2 separate regions of the Capra hircus genome follow, and region 1 is linked to region 2. Evidence: chromatin contacts called from public Hi-C data. All regions are on one chromosome and are shown on one strand. The core of a region is the stretch at or near the end of the contact, and the rest is flanking DNA. Distances in the headings are between cores, read along the strand shown.

Evidence for each region. Hi-C and Micro-C count contacts between places; a contact is called where the count stands out from the background.
Region 1: a Hi-C map of liver shows a contact between it and region 2, with 3 times the contacts expected there. The contact joins two enhancer-like sites. A contact is called at or near these places in 3 of 5 Hi-C or Micro-C datasets (blood and liver).

The regions. Positions count from the first base shown.
Region 1 is chr22:47,735,356-47,741,117 of ARS1.2, reverse strand. It overlaps RFT1 (protein RFT1 homolog), which reads right to left. Exons shown (of 16, transcript XR_001297142.2): 6 at 2,363-2,500. Among named protein-coding and RNA genes, the nearest start is that of RFT1, 11 kb to the right of the region's middle. Within about 2 kb of position 1,432, at least 2 of the 5 cell types and tissues checked have an H3K27ac peak or open chromatin away from gene starts, as enhancers often do.
Region 2 is chr22:47,639,821-47,645,490 of ARS1.2, reverse strand. TKT (transketolase) reads right to left here. Exons shown (of 14, transcript XM_018067049.1): 7 at 5,411-5,604; 8 at 4,950-5,114; 9 at 3,619-3,775; 10 at 3,368-3,498; 11 at 2,702-2,785; 12 at 2,500-2,593; 13 at 1,779-1,901; 14 at 505-795. The coding sequence ends at 620. Among named protein-coding and RNA genes, the nearest start is that of TKT, 21 kb to the right of the region's middle. Within about 2 kb of position 4,415, at least 2 of the 5 cell types and tissues checked have an H3K27ac peak or open chromatin away from gene starts, as enhancers often do.

The DNA.
Region 1 (5,762 bases), core at 183-2,682, 99 kb before region 2:
CAGGGAACTAATTTGCATGCTGTAACTAAGACCTGACACAGTCAAATAAATACTTTTTTTTTTAAAGTGAGAACTCAGAGATCTGGAGAGAGTCCTGCAGGCTTCAGATGTGAACCTACTGCCTCCCAAATGCACAGGAAGCTCCCTAAGGCTAAGCAGTCACCTTCCTATGTGTTTGTATCCCAGAGAGCACCCAAGCAGGGGCTGGGCTCTGTCAGGAGGAGTGCTGCCACAGATTGAAGGTACACTCAACCTTCTCATGCTCAGGCCTCAACAATGTGAGCACAGGTACTTTCGTGACAGGTGGACAGATGAAGCCACTGAACTCTCAGCAGTCAACAGTGTCTGCCTGGCTAGGATGCTCCAGCAGAGCTACTCCAGCTCTGAGCGCAGCAGTGAGGTGCTGGTGACGGTGTGGGCTGTCATTTACGGATGAGCACTCATGCCAGGCCACAGCATTAAGCACCTTACGTGCCCCCTCTCATGTGGCTCTCACAACCACCTTAGGAGGGAGGTATTCTTACTTAGTGAAGGACAGGGGAGCCTAGTGTGCTGCAGTCCACTGGGTCACTGAGTTGGACACACCTTAGCAACTAAACAACTCATTATGCCCATTTGATATACAAGGAAACTGAAGGTCAGAGTTCTGAGCCCATTACAGGGTTAAGTACACACTTGTCTGACTCTTCCTCTTTTCTCTTTGCCTGTATTAACAGTCCAAAAGCTGCACTTGAAAATACTGCTGAGAGCAGGCACTGGCCCAATACGACAAGCTGGCCAGGCTTGGTATAGGTGGGCCCTAGGGAATACTCGAGGAGAGGAACTTTTCTGTACTCTCAGATGCCCTCTATGGGCAGGGAGCTCCAGGTAAGAGAAGCTATCTGGAGTCTTGATCCACTAAGCCTACAGATAAGGCACCATGGCATCCAAAAACTGTGATGCTGATTTAGGTGAAAGGTTAGATCAGAACGGAGCGCTCTCTTCTAACAAGAACATACATGGCTTTGTTACATCGTATCTGGTTTTTCTTGAAAAGTTGTACAACAAGATTCCTAACATTCTGAGACTTGAATTCCAAATACTTTATTACATTTTTCAAGTAATAATGGAAGAGCTTTAAGGAGAAGCCCAGCTGAAGCCTTACCTCAACTCAGTGAACCACCTCCAGCGAATGAACAAGTACAAGAAAAAGGGAAAGTGGATCAGCCCAGACGGAGCAGGGCACAGGGCCACCGCACAGATGCAGTGTGGGAAAACACCGCAGGCGTGACTCCTGGGCTGGAGACTCTGGCTCTGACCCCACAAGAGTCGGGAGATAAAGTCAAATGGACCGAGAGTTGAAGTGTTGAGTAGAAAGAGATTATGCCTCCCTCCCACCCATCAGCCTCTGGAAGCCTCAACTGTCTACCTGGGGAAGCGGATCGCCTGAGAGAGTGGCCTGACACTAGACAAAGGAACCCTGCAGGGGCCTTCGGCTACATCAGCACCTCCAGACTGCCCATGCTGGAGGTCAGGCCCCGGGAAAAACCAAGAGACGGCAGCAGAGCAGAACAGAGAGAGCAGGCATGGGGGGAGAGCCTGTGCTCTGCTGGGAGTCACGCCTATCCGGCTCCTGGCCTCCCTCTGACCCCCACCCCAGGCAAGTATTTAGCTGCTAAGCCTCAGCTCTTCCTCCCTAAAAGAGAGATAACAATGTCAGCCCCAAAGAGTTGCTGTAACCATTAAATATGGTATGTAAATCATCTGGCACAGAGAGTGGCAGAGGGTTTCTCATCTGGGGGCAGTTCTGCACCCCAGGGGAGCATCTGGAGATATTTTCGGTTGTTACAACTGAGGGGTGGTAGTTACTGGTATCTAGTGGGTAAAGATCAAGAACGCCGCTATACATCCTACAATGCAAAGGACAGCCCACACAACAAAAATTATGTGGCCCACCCCGGAGAATGAAATGGCAACCCACTCCAAATCCCAGGGACAGAGGGGCCTGGCGGGCTACAGTCTATGGGGCCACAAGAGTTGGACACGACTTAGCAACTAAACAACAAATATATATATGTGCATATATACATTATGTATCTATAACTGAATCACTGTACCGTACACCTGAAACTAACACAACATTATAAATTATCTACATTTCAATAAAAGTTTTTTTTTTAATTAAAAAAAAATCATGCCACACAAATTGTCATTAGTGCCAAGATTTAGAAACCTTGGCTGAGCACATAACAGGCACTTCATAAACGTGAATTATCAAATTATCTTTGTTATCGTAACTATAAACAATAAATTGTCATTTCTTTCCCTCAAGGATAACCAGCATCTGTGATTAAAATGATAAGAGACAAAATACATTACTTACTCTACTTTTTGTCATACTGGGTAACAGATCTGTCATGCTGGAGACAGGAAGAGTTTGTTGCTTGGCTGATTCTGGGGAGCCCAATATCTTTGCAAAGTAAATAACATAGCAGAGCACCAGAACTATAGTATAGAAAAGCTGAAAAAAAGAAAACAGTGGGTTTTAATTACACTGTTTTAATGTAAGCATAATTAAGAAGGGGTTTTCCGGGTGGCTCACTGGTAAAGAATCCACCTGCCAATGCAGGAGATGAGGGTTCAATCCCTGGGTCCTGAAAATCTCCTGGAGAAGGAAATGGCAACCTACTCCAGGATTCTTGCTTGGGAAAGGGAAATCCCATGGACAGAGGAATCTGGCAGGCTACAAACCCAGCAACTAAACCACCACCATGATCACCATAACTAAGATGTGCCTATAGATTTGACCTTAAAGGCCAGTCAAGAAATAGAACTGTCTTAATTAACTGTACTTTCTACTGAGCAATGACTCACCTTCTGGAAAACAGTACTAGTCACTAACACTCAGCTCCACTGCAGCATCTCTGGGGAAGGCATCACAACACTCCACCTGACTGGGAGCATAGTTCTTCCAGGCAGGCAGAACATAACTTCCATGATAGATAGCCACTAGGGCAACCACACAGCAATGTCAGATACGTTCTGAGAAGATTTGTATCTGGCCAAAGGGACGGCTTTCCCACCTAGACAGCACACCGTGAGGATCCATGTGTCCTGGCTGTGCTAATATCCAGGGATGTGCCATCATCCAGGGCTGGGGATTTTCTATGAACCCTGGAAACCTGTGACATTATGATTAAAAGGCAAAATTAAGCTGCTGGCTCTCCTCTCTGCCCAGCACATGGGCAAGGCAAGAGCTACCACAGGACTGGGAGGGAAGAGGTGATAAAAGGCCCCACAATCCCTCCCTCTTCCCATCTGAGACAGAAAGTGGCTTCTGGTGAGGAGCAGCAGCCTGGGGTTTTGTCTGCAGGTTGGGGAGGAGCATCCCAAGAGCCCCTTCTTACAAGTTCCCTTGTCCACTCTCAGCCTGAGAACAGCACTGCACAAGGTCAAGGACTGGGATCTCCAGGCACCACTTTCAATCTGGAAATACCAAGGCTTAATGTGTAAAAAAGGCACACATCAAGGACTAAGAGGAGTCTGGATTTAGCAGGTGTAGGCCCTCTGCTTTCCAAACCCATCCACGCCTGAGGACAGACCTGCCACCCACCCTCCTTCTTTCATGCCTCAAACCCTTTAAGACACAAGGAGTGCTGTGGGAGCCACACCATCTAATGCCTACGTCCTCTGTAACAAGCACCTTTTCCAGCCCCCTTTCCTGCCTCTGTCAACATCCCGCTGACCAGAGCCTGGGGAGGAGCAACAATCTCTTCACAGAATATCCTAACTACAGGATCCCTGCCCCTCCTTTTAATTGAGGAAAAATTCACATAACGTTGACCATTTTAATCATTTTACAGCATAAAATGCAGTGGTTTTTAGTACATTCACAATGTTGTATAACCACCACCACTATCTAATTCCAGAACATTTTTCATCTCTAAAAGGAAATTCTTGGCCCATTAAGCAGTCACTCTCCATTCCTCTATCCCCTGATAACCACTAATCTGCTTTCCATCTCTATGGACTCACTTACTCTGGACATTATATATTAATGGAATCATATAATGGGTGGCCTTTACTGCCTGGTTTCTTTCACTTAGCACAATGCTTTCGAGGTTCATTTACATCATAGCACATATCAGTATTTCATTTTTACGGCTGAATAATACTCTATTATATAGATATACCATATTTTGTTTATCCATTCATCAGCTGATGAACATTTGGTTGCTTCCACCTTTTGACTATCATGAATAGTATTATACAAACATCAGTATACAAATTTTTGTTTGATCACCTGTCTTCAATTCTTTTGGGTTATATATCTAGGAGTAGAATTGCCGGATTATGTGGCAGTTCTATATTTAACATTTTGGGGAACTGCTAAATTGTTTTCTAAAGCAGCTGCACCATATTACATTTCTACCAGCAATGTATGAGTATTCCAATTTCTCCATATTTTCAACAACACTTGCTATTTCCTATCTTTTTGATAACTGCCATCCTAGTGGGTGCAAAACAGTATCTCATCGTGGTTTTGATTTACATCTGCCTAATGACTAATGATGCTGAGCATCTTTTCATGCGCTTATTTATATATCTTCTTTGGAGAAATACCTATTCAAGTCCTTGACCCACTTCTGGGGTGGTTTGTTTTCTGTTATTGAATTGTGAGGGTTCTTTATCATTCTAGACTGACTCTTTTTATTTGAGTCATGATGCCAAGGGTTGAGGGACCTGCTTCAGGAGGAACCGGGAGGCAAGCTGGAAAAAGGGGAATCCGAGCGCCATAGGTGGGGCTCCCCTGCTGATATGAGATGCTGTTAACTCTTCAACCTCTCCCACAGAGACTGACAATGTCCCAGAGAAGAACTTCCACAAGTCTTATGATAAGGACGCCAATAAAACTCAAACTCAGAACTGGCCTAGCTGACCTATGATCCATGACGTACCCTGGGTGGGAGCTACAACAATCAGAAAATCATAAAGCAAGTACCTTTCCCAAGAAGAATCAACCAATAACTGGGCATCTCTATGACCCTCCAATCCTATTAGGGAGAGTACAGCACAAACAATGATGAACATTGAGAACGGCAGTTCTAGATCTAATAAACGGTGGCAAAAATAATCAGAAGTAACATTTCTAAAACATGCAATTGTTGCAAGCTGCTCTTAGGAAGCAATTCTCATTCTTAATCTACAATTTTAAATCTAGCTCTTCTATGTTTCACAAAAATATCTGCAGTTTTTGCCTAGGACACAGGAAAACATTTTCACATAAATCATTACTAAGAATTTTAATTTGCTTTCCAATATATTAAGAAAAATTACAAATTAGTTTCAACTATGAGATGGTCGGATAACTATTTGATCTTAGGTTTCATTTTTTAAATTAGCACCTATAGTCTAGCTATAGGGGGCTTCCCAGGTGTCTCAGTGGTAAAGAATCCACCTGCCAGGCAGGAGATACGGGTTCGATCTCTGGGTCCTGAAGATCCCCTGGAGAAGGAAATAACAACCTGCTCCAGTATTCTTGACTGGAAAATTCCATGGACAGAAGAGCCTGGCAGGCTACAGTCCATGGGGTCACAAAGAGTCAGGGATATGACTTAGTGACTAAACAGCAAAAACAACAACAACAACAAAAATAAGTTATATATTTAATAGAACTAGAAAGATGAATTAGAACTAGAGAATGGGATAGAACTGAAGCCAAAACTGCTAAAACTGAAAACATACCTCCTATGACTTGATTCACGCCCTCTGAATTAGGAACG
Region 2 (5,670 bases), core at 3,166-5,665:
GGAGCAAGGGAGAAATCTGCGGTGGTCCTGGGAGCTCAGGCCTGCACAGCTAAGTGTGAGCAGAAACTCCTGGACAGTAGAGTCCCTGGTCCCACAGGAAAGGCATTTTCACAAGTTGAAGGGAGTTCTGCACACTTGGAACTCAGGAGAGCTGGTCTGCGGTGCTGGGTGAGAGCTTTTTGTTTTTTTCTGCCACTTGCAGTTCTGATGCCAACCTGAGAAGCACCTTCTTCCCCAGGATAAGCTGGCCTATATCCCTCTGCTTCTCTGGGGTTGACGGAGCTTAGATTGTAAAGCCAGCCGAGGGTGAGGGTTTCTGCCTCTGGGCTGGAAGGTGGTGCCTTAGAGGCAGCAACAGCGCTGACGGTCGGGGGCAGATGAGGGGCCTCTCCAGGTCATGGTCCAGAACCAAGTGCACCAGGCCCCCCGCCTTCCCTCTAGCCTTCTTCCCCTGAACCAGCACCAGCTGCATTCATATCCAAGAAGAAACGTTTCAGGAGCCAATTCATTTTTCTCAAAACATATATTTTATGACTCCTCTCAGTAGATCTTTTGAGCACCTTTGCCAGGATCTCAGGAATGTGTAGAAGTCACTCCCACACCATACCCCACGCCCACCCTAGGCCCTGGTCACCAGGCCCCGCACGGCCTGCGCAATGGCGTCCCTGTCAATGCCAAACATCTTCAGCAGCTCCGCTGGTTTCCCGCTTCTTGGCACCTGGCTGACCGCCAGGCGGGTGACAGTGACGCCAGGCTCTCCCACAACTGCAGAGGCCACTGCCTCACCTATGCCACCTGGACAAAGGAAAGGAGATGAGTAAGGGAATGCAGCCTCAGGGTGAGTGGTGAGCACATCGCCCCTAATTGCCCCCCAGCCCCGAATCAGTCTGAGTTTATTCCCTTTCCTAAGGATGTGGGAAGGACATATACTCCACCCTGCCCCACACCTGTAACCAGACGAGACATCACCAATCACAGCACTTTTTTTTCCCCATAAGCCCAAATGTGCCCTCTGAATCACTTTTAACACCATTTTCTGGGCATCAACCAATGAACGTATGCACCTGACTTCAGGGTCTAAGCCTATCTCTTCCCCAGGGGAGGAATGGCTTGTAGAGGATGGCTTTGTGAAGAACTAATAAAAGCTTCCCAGATGGGTGTTAGTCACTCAGTCATGTCCAACTCTTTGCAACCCCAGGGACTGCAGCTGGCCAGGCTCCACTGTCCACTGAATTTTTCAGGCAAGAATACTGGAGTGGATTGCCATTTCCTTGTCCAGGTGGCTCAGTGGTAAAGAATCTGCCTACAATGCAGAAGACCCAGGTTCAATACCTGGGTCAGGACGGGAAGATCCCCTGAAGGAGGAAATGGCAACCCACTCCAGTATTCCTGCCTGGAGAACCCCATCAACAGAGGAGTCTGGTGGGCTATGGTCCTTGGATTCGCAGAGTCGGACACAGCTGAAGCAACTAAGCAAACACACACACTCATAAAAGTCTGATATTTGTGTCGCTTTCCCACCTTGATTCTCCACAACAGCCTTAACTTTCAAGAACTTCAGGGACATAACTGTCGTGCGCTTTTAGCAAGGCTGGAACCCTTGCAGGTTTCCTGGATCGGGCAGGGATCTAAGGAGCCGTTCCAGCCATTGAGTTCACTGGTCCACAACCCAAGCCTGAGGTCTAATAAGAAACCAAGTGCCAGCTGCTCTGGGTTTCCTGGGCTGCAGCTACCCTGCTGGGGCTGGATGTCTAGCCGTGTGCCCCTAGCTCTCTCACCTTCATAGTAGTGGTCCTCCACAGTGAGGATCCTGCCCTTGGTAGCACGGGCACTGTCAAGAATGAGCTTCTTATCCAGGGGCTTGATGGTGAAAGGGTCCAACACGCGAATGTTGATCTTTTCTGTGAGGGGAGAAGAAGAGGGGTTAGGCAAAGGAGCTGGGTGCTGTGGGTCTGCCCTTTAGGGCCTTGGATGGGCGCCCTGGGAGGGAGCCTGCCACGTAGCTACCCACCCCTAATGGCTCACCCCCTCCTCTGTTGACCTGTGATGCCATGTCCTCCGCTACCCACCCCTCCACCTGGGAGCCTGCCTGGCCTGATTTGGGAGCAACTGGCCTCCAGGAAGATGAGAAGCACCCCTTCTCTCCCCTCCTGCCCTGGGCTGCAGGATGTTGGCATTTGGACTGTCAGGAAACTCCATCAAAGATGCTTTTCAAGCTAAAGAGGAAGCCAGAGGGACATTCCAAGAGTCTGCCCTGAGGTAAGGTAAGGCACAGTGATGCTGAATACCATACTTAGAGGCCAGCTAAGTAGATTCAAGTCCTATGGTCAGGTCCCAGGGCTTCTGATCTGGTCAGCGTGCTGGGCACACAATAAGGGCTCCAAGTCTGGCTTTTATTAATATCCTCATCATTTAATTAGATGAGATTCTTCCTCACCCCCAAGACCTGGTCTGCAGTCAGTGCCCCGTCTAAGACTCTGCAGGTCCCACATTCCTTACCTCTCTTCAGCAGGTCAGCAGCTGCCAGAGCCTCGTGCAGGGTCACCCCAGCACCAATCACAGTCACCTGGTCATCCTTGTTCTTCAGGACTACCTGGGGGCAACATGGGGGCCAGTCAGGCTCAGAAACGGGTGGCCTGGGGTGGGTCCCGACCTTAGGTTCACTCTACGGGGTCTCACTGGCGCATAAACTGCAATTGACCTTGGCTTGTCCGATTTGGAAATCTTCATTGTTGTTGTAGATGATGGCATTTTCTGGGCGGCTGGTCCGGATGAAGCAGATACCCTGGAATGAAACAGAATAACGAAGGATTTCAGGATGTAGGACATCTAATCTCAAGGGCAGGAGTCTTTCCTCTGCAGCGTGTGCCTCTCCAAATACTCCTCTTGTATGAGAGCCAGCCCCAAGTCCCAGAGAGAAGAGTCTCTATCAGGTAGACTATCTTCCAGGAAGGGCTGCCCCTACCCAAGTGCTATGCCTCGGTCCCTGTCCTCAGACAGAGGAATGAGAACCACGTGGGGGCTGCCTGGTCAACAGCAGGTGGCTCTTGGTCAGGACGGGCAGATAAGCCTCAACTGCTGGAATGGAGGCGGGGAGCTGGACTGGAATATCCCAGGAGCTGTTGGGATGCTCAAATGGGCAAAGAGCGCAGTGATCAATTAGCAGTGTCTGCCACATAGCAGGAAGGGTGGTGTGTATTCCATTTTTCCTAGTCTAACTCCTCCAAGCTATACCACCAAGTGCCAAGTCAGGAGATACCCATTCTGGGGCAGCAAATGAGCAGCTCTGGGCTGGCATGCTGGCCACCCTTCCTGTCTCTCTAGGGAAGGACTAGCTGCAGCTGAAGAAAGAAGTCACGTGACCCACCTTTGTATTGGCTGCTAATTCTACTGCCTTCTCCGTAGCCACCCCATCACTTGGGTAAAAGACAGTCGACATGGGGATAGAACGAAACATGGCCAGATCTTCCAGGGCCATCTGGGAGGGCCCGTCTTCTCCTAGGGTGTGGGAAAGGATACGTCAGTGTAAGACCCCATGCATGTAATGCACTCCTGGCCCCACACCCTGCTCCGGAAGTCTGAGGACGTCACAGGTGTAAGCACCCCAGCTCCACTCACCAATGGACACACCGCAGTGCGAGCCGCAGAGGTTGATGTTGCTCTCGGAGATGGCTGCCATGCGAATCTGGTCGAAGGCCCGTGTAAAGAAGGCTGCGAAGGTGCTGCAGAAGGGCACCGTCCTGTCGCGTGTGGCACAGCCCACGGCAATGCTCACCTGGGGTCAGAGCAGATGGCTTCAGCGCCGCGGGAGAGGTGGCCAGGAAGCCCAGGACTTCTCAGGGCCACCTCCTGGGAGGGGAGTGTTTTGTCATCCTAGTAACTGTTAATTCTCCTCTCATGCAAGTGATCCGGTGCACCTAGGGATTCCATCTGTTTCCAGACTCCTTTCAACTGATATTACCATTTCAAAAGTTCTCTTTAAAAAAAATCACTCTCCTGGGGAATACTTTCTTAGCAGCAAGCAAAGCCTTTCACAGAGCAAGCTAGTCAGCTGGGGCATGGATGGTTCATCCCTCCCAGGCCCGTGCAAGTTCCCCTCCACTCACTATCTCCCTGTTGCCCCAAGGCCTCTCCAAAGACAAGCCCTTGCACCCCTAAGCTCTGGAAGCTCCAGGCCCAAATCCTGGCCTAGAAGCACTGAGTGCAGGCACTGGTTCCAAATCGGCACCAGCTCCAGAGTTATGAAATCCACCAGCTGACATAAGCCCTCCTTCCCCAGCACACCAGGGGCCCCCCCAGCCCCCACCCTCTCCACACCCCACCAGTTTAGTCTGGATCTTCCAGCTGCCAAGGCCAGAAGCCAGAGACAACTTCCAGTTAAGGTATTAAGAGGAAGAATGTTGGGTGCAATAGAGCCAAATGGCCACCAGGGGGCGGAAGTTCCCAGCTCCTAGGGACCTGCAAGGCCTTGCTGGGCTCCTCTGCAGAAAGGAGCGGATATTTTGAAAAACTGGACGAAACATTGTTCCTTATTTAACAACCACAGTTCCCTGGCATGGACTTGTGAATACAACCATGCACGTGGTAGAGGTCCACCAAACTCATCTCTGTATCCCACAGGGTGGCAAGGGCCAGAGCCTTGTGTATGAGTTCAGCCGCCTTTGCTAAAACTACCCGCCTCCTGGCTATGCCTGCCCTTCATCTGCAGAGCCCTTTGCCCCCAGAGAAAGCCCACCCACCAGAATGCCTGGCTGGTGCGCAGTAGCCCCTGTTCAGCTCCCCTGTTTCCACTCCCCCAGCCCCTGGGTGTCACATCACCCCTCCCCCACCAGTCCCTTGAGGTCATGGGTCCACGCTGGGTCAAGGACCAGCGTGCCGATATAGCTGCTCAAGGGAGTGGGAGGGCTTCAGCCCTGCCCCCACACCCCACAGACCCCAGCTCTGCCTACCATGTTCTGCTCAGCAATGTAACACTCAATGAAACGGTCCGGGTGCTCCTTTTTGAAGAGTTCTGAGAAGGTGGAGTTCTTGGTGTCCCCATCCAGGGCGATGATGCGGTCACTAGCATGGCCCAGCTTGGCCAGGGCCTGTCCATAGGCCTTGCGGGTAGCTATCTGTGGGGAGGAAAGAGTGGGTAGGCTGAGCACCTTAGGAAGCATGAGGCCTGGAGCCCTGCTCAGCCCCTGGGCCACAGCTTCCACCAGGGAGAAAAGGGACAAAATATAGGCACAGAAAAGTAAATAACTCCAGAGTTGGCTGTCCCCATGAAAGAACTGCAAGGAGCAATATCTCAGGGTTCCTCCTCACCTTGAACTAACCTCTTTTCTCTCTCCTGGCCCCACTCTCTGGAAATGAGTACTGTTGCACCCCAGCCTAGTCAGTCCAGAAAATTGGAGGCTCAACTGGGTACCTTGTCTCCAACTTTGTAGCTGGGCGGGGTGGGCATTCGGATGTTGGTGATGTCCACTGAGGGGGCGTCCTCCTGTGGGGGGGTCGCCAGGATCTTCTTCTTGCTCTGGATCTGACCGTAGATTTCCTGGATGATCTGATCGGCCATATTTTTGGGGAGGGGCTTCCCATGCCAAGACTCCTTATCTTCTATCCCTACAGGTACATCAGAGGACAGACAGGTAAGGGGACAGCTCCCAGGGGACCAGGAAGAGCATGGAG